2 separate regions of the Rattus norvegicus genome follow, and region 2 is linked to region 1. A link is a contact called in public Hi-C data. All regions are on one chromosome and are shown on one strand. Each heading gives the region's core, a stretch centred on a gene start, on an enhancer-like site or on the middle of the called end of the contact. The rest is flanking DNA. Distances are from core to core; before and after follow the strand shown. Region 1 holds the start of Gnao1 (G protein subunit alpha o1). Region 2 overlaps LOC134483695 (a long non-coding RNA gene).

The links. Hi-C and Micro-C count contacts between places; a contact is called where the count stands out from the background.
Region 2: a Hi-C map of frontal cortex shows a contact between it and region 1, with 2.7 times the contacts expected there. The contact joins the enhancer-like site here to the promoter of Gnao1 in region 1. A contact is called at or near these places in 2 of 12 Hi-C or Micro-C datasets (frontal cortex and prefrontal cortex) and 1 of 1 datasets of contacts at active chromatin or transcription factors (oligodendrocytes).

Annotation. Positions count from the first base shown.
Region 1 is chr19:11,194,109-11,201,062 of GRCr8, forward strand. Gnao1 (G protein subunit alpha o1) reads right to left here and starts at 4,329. Exons shown (of 8, transcript NM_001414910.1): 1 at 3,466-4,329; 2 at 3,226-3,268. The coding sequence starts at 3,583. It also overlaps a transcript of Ces5a not described here.
Region 2 is chr19:11,436,328-11,443,058 of GRCr8, forward strand. LOC134483695 (a long non-coding RNA gene) reads left to right here. Exons shown (of 2, transcript XR_010060579.1): 1 at 1-6,522. It also overlaps a transcript of Ces5a not described here. Among named protein-coding and RNA genes, the nearest start is that of Ces5a, 36 kb to the right of the region's middle. Within about 2 kb of position 4,019, at least 67 of the 93 cell types and tissues checked have an H3K27ac peak or open chromatin away from gene starts, as enhancers often do. A contact at or near this core is called in prefrontal cortex, where this site is marked.

The DNA of each region.
Region 1 (6,954 bases), core at 3,079-5,578:
TGCAGACACATTCTGATTCCTCCTTGTACTCAACACACCACGACCTGAGGAGGACACAACCCGACTGAAGCAGCTCCTTGTTTTTCTGAGGAACGCTGACGACAAAGGATCTGATAACATGTGAATATCAATACTCTTCCTCTCAACCAAAAGGGCTGTGCTACTGGGTTCAAATCCCATTAGAGATCCCTGGCTTCTCACAGGGTGTCCCCTACAGCAGACTTTGTAACCATCTCATTTCATCTGCCTGGGTGAAATAACGCGGCATCTGAATTAACTTACACACATGGCCTGATGGGCTTCTCACCAATCATACTGCACAGGGAAACAGGAAATTGCTTTCTGCAAACGCTACCAAGGCTTTCTGGGCAGGCCCCACCCAGAAAGTATAATCTTCCCTGGCTGCAAATGACTCTCACTCAAGTGGTGATCTCAAAAACCCATCTCTGGAAGTGAGGACTCCAAAGAATCTGTCACTGGGATACAGTGACACCAATCTCACATTTTGTGGTTAATAAAACAAGTCCTGCATCCAGCTTGGCACAAGGCCCTGATCTGACTTATTTCAAGCCAAGCTCATAGGAAAACTGCCATTCATGAATGCTTCGGGAGGGCAGGTCAGCTGGGTCTGTCGTGGCAAAATTGATATGTTCAGACTCATTTCCCATGGACTTTCTCATCAAACCAACAGATTTCCTCGAGATTTGGCGCATTTTGTTCTTAAAGGGAAACAAACAAACAAACAAAAAAAATCAATTACAAAAACCTCAGTTTTGACAGTTTTCACCGAAAAGGTGATTGTGGGAGTAGAAAAAGAAAAATGCAGGGAAAGAGGAAAATGTTCTGATTTCCGATTTAATAGACTCAAACATTGGACACTTCACCCCACCTCCCTCAATGCAACCCAACTAAATAAGACAGAACTTTCTTCAGAACATCTCCTCCGTCTTCCTTTAAGATTTCGTGCCCCAGGACTTAATCAGGAATTTCCATTCTAAAGTGGCACACCGATCTCCTCAGAGAGCTAAGCTTTCTTTGAATAAAAAAGGCAAGTCTCCTTTTGGGGCCTCTATACGTATTTTTAAACCTCTTATTAAATCAACCTAATTTATGGGGCATGTTCAGGAAGAGCAGGTAGCAAGCTGCTTCGGTGGATGCAAAGTTTCTTTGCTCTCCCCTCCCACACCCCGACTCCCCACCTCGTTTGCCCTCCCCTCTCCGAGGGTTTCCGAATATCTTCGGGGCCTTTCCGAAGCTGCCGAAGCCGCTCGGCCCTCTCCGCTTGGACCCCGACTGTGCTCCGAACACTGTCGAGATCCTCCGAGCCCCGCGCCCAGGCCAGGCCGAGCGGAGCCGAGCAACGCCAAGCTCAGCCCCATCGACTTTTCCAGCCTCGGCTGGGCGCTGTCCACCACTTGCAACGCCTGAAACCTCACCCCAGCTCAGGAGGCCTAAGCTTCAGCCGGACTCCCAACCTGCCACCGCAGATTACAGACTTGGGAAGTTTTGAAACCTGCCCCTAAGGAGAAAGAGGTGGCGCGGTTTGCATTTTCCCGACAACGCGAGGGCTCCAGGCAGATGCAACATGCACCTTGTTGCAAAAAGCAATTCCCCAGGCCCCGCCTCTCCATCCATTTGGACTGCACAAGCCCCAGAGAAACCCCAGGCTAAATTACTGGTGGCTCAGAAGGGTGAGGCTAGCCGAAGGGGCCTGTGAGAAGAAAGCCCCCGGGAGCTCTCGAACGCAAATAAGAATATGCCAAGCAGATGGAGGAAACTGTCTCCTAGTCGCGGCTCCCTACCATCATGGCGCCGCCTGGAACTCGCTTGTCATGCCTGTTACACATGCAAGAATTTTTGCTTCTTGGTTTTGAAACAGCAAGCACGATTTGTCTCCCACCCACCTTCCCTCGAAGGGGGTTTTTATTTTCCATTGTTTTCCTACGGGATGCAATTACTTCGGCTATTCTGTCAAGTTGAAAAATAATCATTTTTGTTTACTGCACAGCAACCTCTAATTAGGAGCTGTGTGTGCACGAAGGTGTCACAGCAAAGCGACATGGAATCCTCGCTAAACGGTCCTAACGAACTCCTCCGTCCCGAACTGACAGGCCAACGGAAGCAGGGCCAGGAGGCCCGGAAGGCATGCACGGGTTCCCTGCCAGCCACCCCTCCCCAGGCAAAGCTGCCTGTAGGCTCACTAGGAGCTGTGGAGTGGATGGGGCAAGAAGCAAGCCAGAGAAGGGGAAGGACGGGCGAGGCTCCTTATTGGGGGAAATGTGGAAAGGAAGGAATATCCCATTTTGTTTTAATTTTCAATCATCACTCAAATCCACCCCCAGTTAATTAGGAGGGGAAACTGATATCTAATGCAGAAGGGGGCGGTGGCAAGTAGGGCCTGAAATCCGCATTGAAAGTAGACTACAGGGAACCTGGCCTAAGTAGAGTGTAAATATAAGAATAAAGGCTACACAGCGACAGGAAACTGCGGGTGTCAGAAGAGCAAAGCCTGGAGGGTCAGGGAGGAGAGGGGCTGGAGGACAGATGAGACTTGCTTTCATTCAGCAACACAGACAGCCTCCCCCTTCCACCTCTGCCTTGGATGAGGCTGTGTCTGTCACATCCGCTTGGAAACCCACCCTTTCTCCCTAGTGCACGCCCCCTCCCCTAATCCTTGCTCGCTCTTGGGGGGAGAGGGTCTAAGCCACAGCTACCAGGAATTCAGCACCAAACTCATGAACAGCAAACACTGGATCCTCCACCCCAATCTGCTAGGGCTGGGTCCCCTCCATGTTTTAGTCAAGTTCAAAATCACTGCCTCGAGGGAAGCAGGGGGAAGTGGGATTCGAGAGGTGGGGTGGAGGAGGAGGGGAAAGAAAATGAGGCAGAGACAGAAATGGAGGCAGCAAAACACAAAATACTCCACAAGCAAGAGTTATGATCATAATCACGCTAATAGTGTGATGTTCTGATCAATATGGCGGACACTGTCATTCATACAACTAGAGGCGCTCCCCTTCCCTCCCCCAAAACACCGACCCCAGGAGTTGGGGTGGGGAACCCAGTACCAACGTAGGGAGTGGGGGAGGGGAGGCAAAACCGGGTCTCTTCTGTGTGAGCACGAATTAAAAACCAGGACCGGGGAGCAATTATGGTTGATCAAGATAATAAAAACGACATAAAATTATTAATAAAAGTACAAATCCCAATGCCATAGGGACTTACTTCATCTGCTTCACAATGGTGCTTTTTCCTGATTCTCCAGCCCCTGTTGGGACACAGAGAAGGGGGAAAACTGGTGAGTGTCAGCTCATAGAAATGGGAAGGGGGCTTCAAGGCATGCAAGGGGTGGGCGCTCCTGGGCACATGGTGGTGCCAACTCCGGGACCAGGTCTCCCGGGGCGCAAGTCGGGTAGGGAACTGTGGCCGGGGTCGAGGGGCGGGGGTGGCTACCGAGGTCCTTACCCAGCAGGAGTAATTTCACGTCTTTGGCGGCGCTGATGCCATCTTCTTTGAGATTTTTCTCAATCGCCTTGCTCCGCTCGAGGGCGGCTCTCTCCTCTGCGCTCAGAGTACATCCCATGGTGGCCCCTTCCCTGCCACAGCCCGCACGACTCGGCTGGCACGACTCCTCGGGTCGGCGCGCCCCCCACCCCCCCACAGAGCAGAGCCTGGGCTCAAAGGGGAGAAAATCACGATATCCTTTCCTTGGTTGGGAACAAAATTGTCGAAAGACCAGAATCCCCCCAAAAGGACAGCCTCTATCAAGATTCCAGCGGCGAAGATTAGCGGCGGCTGGCTGGGGTCTGGGGGTGTCGAGGTGAGGGTGGCCGGGGTCTGGGGCTCCGGAGCCGAGAGAGGAGGCGCCCGCGGGCCCGGGAGGCGCGGGTTGCAGGCACCGAGACTAGTGCACGACCCAAAATAAATAAAATAGGAGTCGAGGCTGGATCCGCAGCCGGAGCCGGCGGAGGGTGGGGTGGGGGGCAGGGTGGGTCCTTCTGCCGCGGCTGCCGGAGGCGGAGGAGGAGGCGGAGGCGGAGGCGGTGGCGGCGGCGGCGGCGCGGGGTGTGGAGGGAGTGAGTTAGGGGGTGCCGCTAGTGCATGTGCATCGCCGCTCCTCGGCCGTCGGTGCGTCCGCGGCGCCTTCTCCGACCCCCGCGCGCAGGGCAGGGCTGGGCAGAGGGCCGGGCCGGGGGTGAGGGGTGCAGATCTCTAGCTGGAGGCGGCGTCGCCGGGGCCCAGAACTCGCATCGCTCGGCGGAGCGGACAGGAGACAGGGAGAGCGCGAGAGAGCCGCGGCCAGCGGGGAGCGCGAGAAGAGGCGGGCAGGGAGGGCAGGGCACGCGCGCGTGCCGGGCCGGGCGGGAGGTGGGGGGGGGGGAGATGAGGCGAGCGCAGCGCGCGAGTGCGCTTGGTCCTGCGCAGCTCCTCCAGGCGCCCGCTGACGTCACAGGGCCGCGCGCCAGGGCCCGGGGGACGGCGCGGGCGGGGGCGGCGCGCATGCCCGCGGGACGCGTCAGCCGGCGGGCGCGCGCGCGCGCGAGGCGCCGCCCGCTCTCGGGTCCCCTCCCCCGCAGCTTCGGGAACGTGCGGGCTCGGGAGGGAGGGGCCTGGCGCCGGGCGCGCGCCTGCGCCCCACCCCGCCCCACCCTGGCGGGTCTCGCGCGCCCGGCCCGCCTCCTGTCAACCCCAGCGCGGCGGTCAGGTGGTCCCCAGCCCTTGGCCCCAGCCTCCAGCTTCCTGGTCCCTCGGGCTCTGAGTCCTGTCTCCGGCAGATCGCCTTTCTGATTGTTCTCCTGCGCAGCTGGAGGTGTATAGCCCCTAGCCGAGCTATGGTGCCTCAGCAGATGTGAGGAGGTAGTGGGTCAGGATAAACCCGCGCACTCCATAATAACGTGCCAGGGCTCAGTGACTTGGGTCTGCATTATGGAGCATCTAGTGTATACAGACTGGGCTCGCAGAGAGGAACGCAGCAGGCTGAGAAGAGGCACGGCCTGTTCCTCAGGAGTTTTTGCCTCCCTTAGCCAATGTGAGCCTTACCGCGAGATTCCCACAGCCTCTGTTGCTAGAGATGGTTACCATCCTAGGATGGCTTGATGCCAAAGGCCCAGGGACAGTGTTTCATGAGAGCCTCTTGCTCCCTTAAATTTTTCTCTATATGATGAACCGATGGTCTTGCTTGGTTCTCGAATTCTTGTATTCCCAGAACACAAACCGGTAAAAATGAATTCTTCAAAGGTTTTTGATGAGAGGTTTCTTCCTCCTTTCATCTTAAAATAACAAACTACTAGAAGAAATACACCCCATATCTTCTCAAATAGTCAGAAACCAGGGTCAGTTAATCAGCAAACAGCTAACCCAGCACTGGGGAAAACAGTAGACAGTTGCCAAAGATCGGTCATGTTCTGGGTGGTCTCTGAGAGTTTGAAGAATTAATCCTGACTGCACAAAATAGTTCTACAATAAGTTCCATCAGGCAGCCCCAGGGGCCTTCCTAGATAGAAGAGCCACAGGCAAGGCTGCCCAGGGAAAAGACAGGCAAGGGGCCAATGAAAAACATGGGTTTTTGTTTTTTTGTTTTTGTTTTTGTTTTTTTAACTGTTGGGCATTTCTGTGACTCCGAAAGGAAACTTATTTGCTTCATTTCAACAATGGGGAGAAAAACCCTATTTTGGAAATGTCACCCAGCAAAAAAAATTATTTGCAATTGGGGAAAATGGTAATTAAGACCCACCCAGAAGAAAATATTTTTCTCCTGCATATTTTTAAGTTTGGTGTTTCCCAATGTGGGTTTGTCTTACTCTACAAATGTCTGTGTCAAAAGTTATATGTAATATAATTGGAATATTTAAATTTGGGTCATATCCTACCTATCTTAGGAAACGAACAAAAGAATTCTACAGAGTTGTTTTATACCGCAAATAAATAATACCCCCTTCTCTATATTCTTTCCTGTTTGCATTGGGTGGGGATATTATTAGAAGATGAGGCTGGTTTGGCTTAAAAAATCAAGTATCACTAAAATTGTGCTTCCAGATCCAAAACAGAGCTCTCAGGCGCTCAACGTTCTGTGGACCTTGCTTCCTCCAGAGGTGGCTGGGGACAGGTGCACCGATCCACCATGAACCAGATTCAGGGAAAAAAAAAACCCACTGTTAGTTCTGCTGTTTGTACAAGACTGCGTTTGATGGACCGAAGGTAAGGATCAACCCGTTTTCACTGTGTACTGGCATGGGGCAGGGCGGCGGTGGCAGTGGTGGCGGTGGCAGCGGTGGCGGGGATACCCTATTAGATGTAGTTAGTGTTTGTTCCTGTCAAGTGACTTTCAAGTTCCTGGGTGCATTCTGATCGTGTTTGGGAAGATGAAGCCATCCTTGACTTCTAAGTGCCTGGCCTTCCTCCTTGCTGATATGGCAGAGGTATAAACTACTTTTTTTGAGTTTTTCTTCACTCCCCCAGTACCTATGAGAATCTACTGACTTCGTATGTAAGATTATGTTCCAGCACTGTAGATGGGTTTCAAATTTGCCTACCCTGTTTTCTTATTGTTACTGTTGTTGCTGTCGTCGTTGTTCTTATTCCTCCCCCTCTTCTTCTTTACCCTCTTCTTTTTCTCCTTTTCTGGGTCACCTTGCATCTTTGTGGCTGAGTTTCATAAAAGACTCATAATAATCCACTTCATCTGTACAGTGCTTTACAGCTTACGGAGCACTTTTACAAAAATTATCCCATACGATTCTCCCACATAAACCTCAGTTAGACGCTAGTGTGGGAAGCACCGTGGATGAGTGGAAAAAGCCCAGACTGGGAAGACAGATTGATAAGAGAAAACTTCGGAGGTGTCCTACATTTGATTACAAAAGGCCAGGGGATGTGAGAAAAGACAAATGGTGTGGGATGTTATTCGGTAACAAGATGTAGGCCCCAAAGAATGAAAGGCCATTTTTCTGTTCT
Region 2 (6,731 bases), core at 2,769-5,268, 240 kb after region 1:
CCAGGCCAACTGAGAACACAGGGATACACTTTTTCATAGCCAGTGGATACAGTATTTGTGGGTCATCTTTAATCAACCCGAGGTCCGACATGAAGACAGTACTGAAGTGAGGCTGAACAACACCCAAGTCCAAGTTCAGCAGAAGGAGGTTTTGCAATATGGCGACTAGAATGACTAGACAGCAGGCAAACCCGGGGTTCCCATTCCTCTTTCTCTCTAGTTGCTTGCTGTCAATAAGGTTCTGGATGATCTTCTCAGCCTTTCAGATCACTTCCTCACTAAAAGCACAGCCTTTAGTGTGAGGCTAAATTAGTTAGTTGCAAGCAGTACAAAGCTCAGGGTGCAGGGTGTAGACAGAGTAAGAAGCCAGGCAAGGCAGCTAATTATTGCTTCCAGAATCTGGTGGAGTAGGGGGTGTCTTAGTTGGGGTTCTATTGCTGTGAAGAGACACTATGACCATGGCAACTCTTATAAAGGAAAATACTTTACTCAGACTGGCTTATAGTTTCAGAGGTTTAGTCCATTATCATCATGGAGGGAAGTGTGGTGGTGCGCAGGCAGGCAGGATACTAGAGGAAGTGCTGAGAGTTCTACATCTGGATTGGCAGGCAGCAGGAAGAAGCTGCCACACTGGGTGTGGCTTGAGCTTGTAAGAAATCCTGCCCGCCATGGCCCACATTCTCTAACAAAGTCACACCTACTCCAACAAAGCCACACTGCCTAATCATGCCATTCCCTAGGGAACCTATGGGGACCATTTTTTTTTTTTTTGTTGTTGTTGTTCAAAACACCACAAGGGATTAGAAGACAAAGGGGTTGGGGAATTCAGAAAAGTCTTCTCAAGAAGGAGAAATTGCAGGTACAGGAAAAGAGACAGATCCACAATGCTTAGGGAAAGAGTTCACTGTGGTTGAAATGGTAGCAGATCCAGTCACCAAGGTCAGGCTATGAGGAAGCTTTTGGACAGGGTGAGGACAGAGACACTTTGCCTCTGGGCAACTCCTATCTTACTGGGACTGTGCATGTCTCTGGGCTGTAGGCTTTGGGTGACTGTTGCTGGCAGGCTGCCTGTTGCCATGAGGTGGACACTGAGGAGGGGAGACTGAAAGCAAGTGGGGTGATCAGGTCTCTCTGTGTCTGTTGGGCCATGTATCTCCCTGTGATGACAGTTCGAGGCTGATAACTGCCATGCCTTCCTACCTTCCCAGTCTTTAGGAGTTCCCACCTATGTGAGAACCATGCAGGAGTCTTACTCAGATCCACCACAGGCCTCTAGGAGGAGTCTAGGAGCTAGTCTAGCTAGTTTTAGCTAGTCCAGATTGAGAGGACAATTATCACAGTTCTGAAACATTACTTCCCAAGGTAAACTCAAGGAGGAGGAAGAAGATGAGGTGCATGTTTCACCCGAGATGCCTGTTTAAGATGACACCCTGTGATCCTGAGTCCTGCCACTCATTTCCTAGGAGATCCTTTCCTCTCAAGTGTGGGCTTGGTGAGGGGACTTAGTCTAAGAAACATAAATCAGCAGCCGTGATGGAATGTCACTTTTAAGACCAGGTTATAAAAGGATTGAATTGTGGCTTCCGTCCTCATGAGTCTTCCTACTGTATTAGTTTCATGCTCTGAGGCCAGCCAGCTCTCCATTTGTTAGCTGATTCTTTATGGGCCCACCTAACAAGATATTGAGGTAGACCCGTGGCCTGTGGTGGATCTGAGTAAGAATCTGAAATCTATAGTCCAAAGACCACTTAGGACCTGAAACCTGCCAATTGCCACGTAGGCTAGTTTGGAAGCGAAATTTCCCTCTGTCTACATTCAGATGAGATCATAGCTCAAAGCAACAGCTTGTCTCAGAAAACAACTTGAGCTCAAGGGCCCCCAGAGGGAGCCATCCAAATTCCAGACTCACGGAAATTGTGATACATCAAACAAGTATTGTTATAAACTATTATCTATCAGAAGACATTTTCTGTAACAGATTAGTATTTGTAGTGGTCTCTGTGACCACCCAGGATAGCAAAGTGACATTCTAGAGGAGGCAAGAAGACAGTTTGGTTTGTTACAACTAAGTGGCTGGCATTATTTTAACTTGGTGATAACTCAGTTCTGTGTGCACAACAAGGCACAAAATAAGCTAAATAAAGATTGTATACAATGACATCAAAACTCTTTGTAGGAATAAGTGGCCTTCCATAACGGTGGGTTCTGGAGCTTGACTACACACGACACCTTCCACAATGATGAATTCTATAGATCGAGAAAAACAAACTTACAATAAGGGTCTGAGGGAGAATCTGGTGTGGTCTTGTCCACAGACAATGTATAACCCAGCCTTTTGGGCAGAGCACAGGCTATTCTGTCCTTTCTGTGAGCATAATGACCTCTGTGCCTCCTATAATTGGGCATTGAGGTCTGCCATACAAAGGAAAAAGCGGGCAATGTGGAGAGTTAGTGCTGGGGCAAGTCTGATGGCAGAGTGCTCAAGTGGAAGGCTTTCGAGTCCTGTTTGGGTTAGTTGATGGAGACCGTTTCACTGTAATGGGTTAGTCGATGGAGACACTTTCTTGGTGTGGCCTGACTTTAAAAAAAAAAATCCACCTTTTAGCCATTCAACCAAGACTCCTCCCAGGTAGTAGTTATCTACAGAGGGAGAGGATTCATGGCTGCACAAGCACGTATTTTGTTTAACTTTTTAGTAAAATGTTAACAGTCAGTCCTGGCGTACTATAGGAGCACCTGGAAAGTCTTTCTGGCAGAGTGAATGGAGGCTCCCAGGAGATCTCAATGCAGAATGGCCAGCTGCCTGAGGAGAAGGTTATTTTGAGTTCATTTCCTAATCCCACCCTCTCCTGACCTTTTCCTGTTCTTCCTACTCTTTCCTTCCCTGACCTGCCTCCTCTCTGGCTTCTCTCTTCCTCAACTTCTCTCCATTCTCCTTAGAGGCCTTTCTCTTACCAACTCTAGTCCTCCCTTCCCCTCTCCCCTTCTCCCCTCCACTCTCTCCTCATGTCCTGCTCTTTTCTCCCTCTCTCCTTCCTCTCTCTTCCTCCTTCCCTGGCTTATGATGAAAGGCCTCTTCAGCCTCCATACTGATGAATTATGCAAACCGTTCCAGCGGGTGTGCCTGGCATCCAATTAAGTCCTTGGCTAGGTTGATAACACAGACAGATTAAAATGTAATTCATTGGGCTTGACATTTAGGCCCCAGTATGAGTGGCAGGGAAGAGAAACAACACCCTCGGGTACTTTGTTTGCATTTTGAGAGGGGGGCTCTGGGTTACCTGTGCTTGCTTAGCTAATGCTGGCTTAGAGTAGTGAGTTTTCCCACTGTGTTTGTGGTAGGTCAAGGGACTGCGGGAAGGCCCATGATGGGCTTTCAGCTGAAGCAGACTTGCTTTTTTTTCTTGTTCCCTCTAGACTTTTAATTTGGAAATAATTTGAGAATTACACAAGAGTAGCAATCATAGCACAGCGAGTCCCCATCTCCTTCCCTGAGCTTTTGCTGATGCTCACGTCTTATGTAACCACGGAACAGCGATCAAAGCAAAGAAATTAACATGGGCACAATCCCATTAACTAAGCTACTGATGTGTTTTGGATTTCACCCAGTTTCTCACTAAGATCTTTTTTTTTTTTTTCTCCTGCTCTAGGATCCAGGCCAGGACCTTACATTCCACAGCGGCCTTTTGTGATCTTGATTCCCTAGGGAGAACAGTTCCTCCTCAATCCTCAAGCCAGTGGCTCTCATACATCATAATTGTACCAGCGATTTTGCTTAAAGGGCACATCCTTCAGTAGACATCCCAATTGGGAAGTCTTTGCTACAGGCTTGGCATCTTTATCCTTAACAAGCAGCCCACAGAGAGATGGCGACCCTGCCCTGCCCCCAAGCACAGTTGTCTAGTCTCAGGGCTCTCAGTTTCTTTGCCAATTCCCTTGTCACCAGCGCCATGTGGCGTTCCTCGTCTTTTGGCTTAGCCTTAGGATAAAGCTGTGTTCTCACCGTGCATCATCACCCCTGGCAAGATCTAGAGGGCAGGGGCTCAGATTGCATGCATTTCCCCCTTTCCACTACTGAGATGACTAATAGTTGGCCTGAGCAAAATCCCCATGCAAGTCCTACTTGGAGAGGCCGGCAACTGGGACCTCTGTGTCTGGACAGAAATCTCCATGTTGCCCTTTAATCCATAGAATAACCCTGCAAGGAAATAAGGGTTCTTTTCATTTTATAGAGCAGTCCTAGGAAAGACAATATAAGAAGTGTGATTAAATTTGGACTTTAGTATAGGAACATATTTATGTTTTAATATTTTTATTAACACTGAAAGGTCAAATGTAGCTGAACCTCCTATTTTTATCTTTAGTCTCAACTAAGTAATGACCTGTGACTTAGAGACTGTAGATAAACTCAGACTTGGATGTGATGGTAATGGCTATAGCAAGAGGAACCCTTGTGCTTGTCTGTCCAATGTCTGTCTTAACTGGGAGGCCACAAGTAACAGGATGTGAGGACCATCTGTTTTTGTCCCTCACCGTTTCTCCAGAGTATGGTACAATAGGGCAGTGGGGACTTAATAAATATTTGCTGCATAAATAAATGGTCATATGCATGAGTGCTTATACAAGTGAACATATAAATGAATGGCTATGGGCATGAATATATATATACACATATATATATGCATATATATACACATGTATATGTATGTATATATATGTGAGTGTATAATCACATGCATGTATGTAATGTATGATGGCTACAGGCACTATACACATACACCACAAGGATGTACAAATGAATGGCAACAGACATGAGTGTATAAGTGAGTAACCACATGTATATGTATTATGTTAGTATATATATATATATATATATATATATATATATATATGAGCTATCAATAGGTGACTGCAGATGTGAGTGTACAAGTGAGTGCATAAAAGAGGGCTCCATGCACAAATATGTAGACGAGTAGTTAATAATAAATGCTACACACATGCTCAGAAGGACTTGCTCCTGCACTGATGGTGGTTAGACAGGTAAGCTGACTAGGAGTTGGAGGTCTGACCTGTCTCCAGAGACTGTATACCCCGTGAGCATGGGCTATGAACCAGTTCCTCATCTTCGTGCTTAGCACCTCTGCTTTCTCAGCTGTGAAATGCTGTCTCCTCTGTAGCTAAGCTTCTCTGGTCTATGACCTTGCTTCCTTAACCCCACCCTCTTGAATGGGTTAAAAATGAGGATAAAAGAGGCTCACTGCTGGCTCCTAGATATTTCTTCCCACTTTGCTATTTCTTCTCTCCTTTCTTCTGCTCATCTCTCCTATCCCATGACAATGTTTTGAGCACCCCTTTTGCGCTTGGCCTTTCAGTTTTGTTTATTTCTTTTTGTTTGCTGCTGTTGTTGTTTTCCTTGAATGCCCCCTTCCACATTGTCAGATGGATCCGAAGCCTGGAGGGGCTGGCATAATGTGGTTCCTTGCAGACCAGGGAAGACATCGGGAGCGACTGGAATCTTTTAAAATAGACCTGTTGTCGTTGTCGTCGCTGGAATGTATTTTTAGCCCTGTGAGAGATTGGCATACTCTCTCTACCACCATCTGCCAAAGGCAGTTGCTAGGCAACTGACACTGACGACAGCAAGGGGAGGATCTGGGGACTCTAGTGGCTCAGTCCTTCTGCACTGTCTAGTTCTTACATGACAACAGTCTGGCCCAAGAGAATAAACACTCCTAACCTGGGAGAGTACAATTCAACTCAGTTCAAGGTTCCTGAGCTGAGTCCAGAGGGGACTGCCCAGGCAACAAGGACAGTGGCAACCAAGGTCTCTTTGTTGCCCAGGCAACAAGAATAGTGGGAACTGATGTCTTTTTGGTAGGCAGAGATTTTATTTAGAAAGGTCAGGTGCTGTCGCACTCACTGAGCCAATATAGCACAGCCTCAGCTCTCACAGCACTGTAGGGATGGGCCTGAGCTGGACATGGTCTATTGGCAAATGGTCAGTCTAGAGCAGGAGCCCTGGAATGAAGCAGGAGGCAGATGGCTGGGGTTCCTGGGCTCTCACCCAATTTGGTTTATTTTTCTCTGTGTGAGTTGTCTGCCTTTCTCTGGACTCTAGTTGTCTCCTATCCAAAGTTAGGGTGTTGAACCAGGTAGAACACATCCATATAAAAGAAGGCAAAACAATCACAGAGCAAGGATCCATTAACAAGGCTTGGCATCAGATCTTCACTCTACCTCTTATGGCTTGTTTGTGAGTTCAGGGAAGCCTCAAAGACACAGTCTCTTCTGTGAAAGACAGACTTGTTCTTATTATTCTTTGAGAATTCAGAAAATAGTACTTTGATTTAGGTGTATATTGCAGCACAGAAAATAGGTAGATATCAATAAATTTCAAAGCAGAGAAGGTAAATCTTCTATAATCACCTATCCTCTTTCTTATTAACAGACTTAAATCTGGGAATGACTCCAGCCTTCCGTGTAACAAAATTTTCACCAAAGACTGCTGAAGAAATGAGAAGGGTACCCCTGCTATTTTATGCATTTTTAGGAAAACTGCTTTTCTTAGAGTTCCTTATAAACCAGGGCACAGCTATGCCTGGAACACCCACTTATGAAGCAAAGTGGGAGGCAGTGCTAGGGATGTAGACGAGACGGCAGAGCAAGAAGATGGCAGGAACCTGGGATGTGCCGGGCTTAGTACAGATCCCTCCACTCATGGAGGAGGGAGT